Regions from separate parts of the Gossypium arboreum genome. Here region 1 is linked to region 2. The links are chromatin contacts, called in public Hi-C maps. All regions are on one chromosome and are shown on one strand. The core of a region is the stretch at or near the end of the contact, and the rest is flanking DNA. Distances in the headings are between cores, read along the strand shown.

What was found. A called contact is a pair of places that touch in the nucleus more often than the background predicts.
Region 1: a Hi-C map of leaf shows a contact between it and region 2, with 2.3 times the contacts expected there. The contact joins the promoter of LOC128291788 here to the enhancer-like site in region 2. A contact is called at or near these places in 3 of 5 Hi-C or Micro-C datasets (all in leaf).

Annotation. Positions count from the first base shown.
Region 1 is chr4:5,181,141-5,183,840 of ASM2569848v2, forward strand. It overlaps LOC128291788 (AP2-like ethylene-responsive transcription factor At1g16060), which reads right to left and starts at 1,417. Exons shown (of 4, transcript XR_008281679.1): 1 at 1,010-1,417; 2 at 766-848; 3 at 598-688.
Region 2 is chr4:5,045,170-5,047,869 of ASM2569848v2, forward strand. No RefSeq gene overlaps it. Among protein-coding and RNA genes, the nearest start is that of LOC128291841, 12 kb to the right of the region's middle. Within about 2 kb of position 1,337, at least 1 of the 2 cell types and tissues checked has an H3K27ac peak or open chromatin away from gene starts, as enhancers often do. A contact at or near this core is called in leaf, where this site is marked.

The DNA of each region.
Region 1 (2,700 bases), core at 167-2,666, 140 kb after region 2:
TAATTTAACACTAAATTATATTATTAGTGATATGTATAATTACTTATTATGGATTTAAAATTAAAACAAATAATAAATAGAACACATGATAATCTCTTAATCAATTTATAAAATTAAAAATCATTATCAATTAATTCTTTTACATTTTTCCTATAAAAATTAAATGTTCATAATGTTTTCTTATATAATTATTGATTGAACAATTGGATTTTTCAAAATTATATTTTTAACTCTAGATTTTATTTTCTATTTCAAGGACCAACTTTGAGGATTATTTTATGTACCTTGAAGGAAATATCATAATGGTAACAACAAGAGTAAATCTAAAGTGTTTTTTAAGGTTTTTCTATTTTCTTTAGAAAAAATTTATCAATAAAAGGGTTATAAAATATTATATTTAGAAGAAAACTAATGAAAAGAAAAAAAAATTTTAAGATAAACCCATTAATTTTAGGAATTAACTTGAAAAATGATTTGTTAATCGAGAGAAGTTTTTTTTTTTTATAATAATGAGTAAATTATATGGTTGGCACTTAATAATGACCATTTGATACCCAAATTTCAAAGGGAAAAGAAGTTTCAAATAGATTCACACACCTGACTTGGTCTACTTCCCTCTACATCAACCTCGGCCTCCCCAGAGATAGTAGCGAGATGATTTGAAGCGACAGTGGCACGGTTTCATCGTCTGATGCAAACAAACACGAGGTTGAGCAGAAAAATGACAGCTATGCCGGTAAGTTGGATAAAACCATGTATTATTACCTTGTCTTCCTTTTTTGTTCTGCGATTCATTCCAGCAATTCTTATCCCACAAATGAGCTTCAAATCTCCCTGTCCATCGGTGCCTTATTAATGAAACCATCGAGAAATCAAAACAGAATGCCAAGAAAAAGCAAAATAAAATAGAATTGAGACTGTCCGTATATCTTGAATGGACAAAATCTCCAAGAAAGATCACCAATCCCTTATAACTATATATAAAATATATGTATGTATGTATAATTACCTAGTAACGCCTCGATACGTGGAGCTACATTGGGGAGGAGAGTGACGGGGAACAGTTTTACGAGTGCGCTTGAGTTTGGTTGTAGGTTGTGCAGCAGGTTTTTCATTATCCGAACCGTTCTTCTGGTTTTGATGTGAGATTTTCGCCTTCGCCATAAAAAAACTAAAAACAGAAAAAGCTGAGGTCAAGAGTAACAAACACACATCCTCACTCTGAAAACCTTAAGAATGGGAGGGGCAAAAGAATGAGAAACGATTTCAAAGGATCCAGGAAAAAGCAAAGGTTAAGGTCTTTGTTTGAGTGGGAAAAAAGAAATAGAAGGGAAGAGAGAGTGTTGATACAAGGATATGTCGGCCGTCTTGAAGCGGTTTTTTCTCTACTCTCTTATTGCTTCGGTTTGAAGTTATGGTCTCCGAGATAAATAATATCATCATTTTTATTTTTAATTTTATTTTTTTGACTGAGATAATAATTAAAGCAAAAAAAAAAAGGAAATTAGGGGAGAAACATTTGGTCTAGTCTTGACTCTTATGTTTTATTATTTGACTTTTCTGCACACTAACTTTTATGTTAAGTTTTTCATACAAGAAGAAAGAAAAAAGAGAAATATTCCAACAGTAGAATGGAAACATACTGCTTCATTAATAATCATATTTTTTAATTGACATTTCTATTTATGTAAAGCATTATCTTTATAAGTGAACTATAATGGAAAGGGACAGAAAACTTTTAGGGAGATTTGAAGCTCATTTGTAGGATAAGAATCGCTTGCAATTTGCATGCCTCACAACTTACAAAAGCAAAAACGCAGACCCATACTTTGAAAATAAATAAAAAGCAAGCCCAAAATTAATTACATGGCTCAGGCTTGGCAACAGCTACTATACAACACTGATGTTTCCTTTTCTTTAATAAATTCACTTGCCAAAATGCTTCTCCCAAACCAATCATATCTTGTCGTGGGCCCTGCTTGAAAATGAAAATTATTCAAGGGAAGTGGTCAAATACAAAAACACAATGAATTTTAACCCCAAAACATCAAAATCATAATTATTTCAACTTTACCCAAATTTCTTCCACGACTATATCATAATGTAATTGTAGAAACCCAATTTTTGCCCAAATTAATTAAACCCTAACCCACAATAATTAAAAAAAAGAGAGGAGAAAACAGAAACCCTAAGAGCCACTTCTGCTCCCTAGTCTCTGCCCATTGCTGCGCCACCTGCTACCACCGTCACTGTGGCCACCATCCACTTACACCTGCAAAAATAAAGATTGAAATGACAGCAATAATATAAAAAAAATCTCTTGTAAAATGGCTATATAAAAGCCTAGAAATCAAATTGTAAAAGGGGACTCTTTGGAATACAAAAAAAATTACAAACAAAAGCAGAAACAGAGAATCAAACAGATCAACCAAGGTGTTTTATTTTTTTCTTTCTTTTTTTTTTTTTTGAATCTACTCATATACGTGCATATATATCTTCCTCTTTTTATTTTTAAAAAATAATACATATATATACATAAATATAGCAAGAGAATAAAAAAAAACTTCCCTTAAACCCCCTAAGCAGTAGGGTAGCAGGCTGAATTTACAGATCTTAACCCCCTTAGCAGTAGGGAAACAGATCGAAGACGATGGGCCTTAAACCCCCTAAGCAGTAGGGTAACAGGCTAAATTTACAGAT
Region 2 (2,700 bases), core at 87-2,586:
TGACTAAAACGCAACATTTTATATATAAGTGACTAAAGTATAACTTAAGGTAAACAAAATTGACTATTTTAATTATATTTAAAAAAGTTAACCTGTTAAAATCAACGTCAAAGGGCTTTTTAATACATTTTGACAGTTGAAGTACTCAATTGAGTGCAAAAAAAAAAAAAAAAAAATGTCAGACTTAACTTCTTTTTTTGAAAAACTTTTAGTGCCTTTTTGATATATTTTAAAAGTTCAAGTACCCAATTGATGAAAGAAATATTAATTTGGATTTAGCTTGTCATTTTTCTTCATTTTATATGGTAATATATTATTGTAATTGCTAAAATTTAAATTTAATCTTTTAATTTGCCTCAAAATCCCCACGCTAATAATGAGTGCAATCCAATAAATTTCATGGGCTATTGGAACCTTCAAGGTTATAGTTTTTGTTTATTTTCATTTTATTTGTTTAATTACATTAAGTTTTTATATATTTATTTGTATGAGATGGGATAACATATCATATCTCGTTTCAATTATTTAGTGATTTTTATCAAACTTTTTATTATTAGCAACTCATAAAGTTTTAAATTTTTAAGCATAAAATTTGATGAAATATTATTAAATAATTTAGATGAGATACGGGATGTAATGCAACTGAAAATGTTGCCATCGAGGGTTGTAATATTAACTTCTCGGTTATTATGAGGCAGGGCAAAATGGTGCCAATTCTCAAGGATTGTTCAATTTGGATTCCTTCGGGACAATTGTGGATGTTTCTTGGACCTAATGGTTGTGGTCAGTGGCTAAGAGATCCAGGCAGTCAATTAAATGGTAGATTTTAATTTAGATTCTTTATAATTTATAAAATTTTAAATGGTCAAATTATATTTAGGCCCTAAAAATAATAAAAATTTCATTTAACTTTTTAAAATTATAAATATATAGACTATTAAAATGATGAAATTATATTTTTATTATCGTAAAAATATACAATTTAATTTCAACCCTTAAAAAGAATTTTTCTGACTCCCGTTGGTAAATCTATCTTTTTAAAGGTACACCCTCAAAATTTATGTTTTACCCTATATCAGTATCAGCACCGATAATCTAAAAGAGAATGCTACTTGCTTCAACTGGCGCGGATAATCGTTCAACTTCAATTTCCATATGAATTTGCCAACTTTCAGCACTGGGTTTGTCAGATTACCATATATGCCATGTTTAGGGAGTGCAATTATCTGGGGAAAAAATGGCTTTTATAATGGGCAAATAGCATTGGTCATATAAGAAAAAGTAGGCTGCCATTATGAGTTTGATAAACTGTTGGTTCTCTTTTAATTTTGAAAATATGGCCTGGATTATAAGAGTTGGCTATATTGCGAGTCATGCAGATCTTGGCAGGTCTTTTGACCCCTACAAACGGGGCTTTACAAGTTAGGAGGCCCAAGAGTTATGTATTCCAAAATCCAGACCATCAGGTTGGTTCTTTTCCTTGGGAAGTACTCTTTTATAAATAAATTTCAAGATATAATATTTTTATCATTGGTAATTCATTTTACAATTAGTGGGATTAATTTGTATATGGGTAATCCCTGAGTATATATGGTAATTTGTCTATGCTTACTACTTAATCAGCTTCTTCCCGAATTGGATTATACAGATTTTATATATCTATTTAAGAAATTTAACTACGTATACCACTAAATAAAAAGTTCAAGAAAGAAAATTTGGTATTGAGAGTACTAAATTTATATTAATTTATAAACAAATTATTTGATAAATTAATTTCAACGTTAATACATGTATATCATTATTTTCTTTTATTAATCAGTTTCTTCCCAAATTGGATGTTACTAATCTCCTAACACTAAGCACCCAAATTTCAAAGGAAAAGGATGCTTCAAATAGATTCACACACGTAACTTGGTCCACTTCCCTCCACTGTTTTTACTTAATTACCATAATAATCAATAATTTATTGCATCATAGAACGAAGCACGAAGTCTTACATAAATCCCTGTTACGAATTACGTACCAAAAAAAAACACAGCAGAACCACCCAACTTTATTCCCTTCAACACCATAGAACTCCTCTAACCACAGCTACTCTCCAACCGCCCGATGGGGAGTTATCTGCAGATATTGAGAAAAAAATAAATTTTTTATTAAACAGTAACAACTCATTGAAATTTCAGTTAGAGCACATGAGTTTTTGAATGGATGAATATTGAGGCAGATTCAAGGGCTCTCATCAACCCAACCCAAGCATGAAAAATAAAATCTACACAAATCACAATGTGTGCTAGTTTCTGTTCGTAATTTTAATTGAATGATGATGGGGATGCAGCTACGGCGTGCTTTGGGGAAGATCAAACCCAGTTCCCATCAAGCAATCTTTTTGCAGCGGCGGGTGATGGGATATGGGACAATGGAGCATCATGCGGAAGGAAATACCTGGTGAGATGCATAAGCTAAAAAGGGAAGAGAAATGAACGTTTTACCATCAAACTTATTCATTAATCTCGGGAAGTTCTACATCAACTTCGGCCTCCCCAGAGATAGTAGCAAGACGATTTGAAGTAACAGTGGCACGGTTTCTTCGTCTGATGCAAACAAACACGAGGTTGAGAAGAAAAATAACAGCGATGCCAGTTAGCTGGATCAATGCCATGATTTTTGTGTCCCCCTCCATGTTAATGTCCCCGGAGAAAC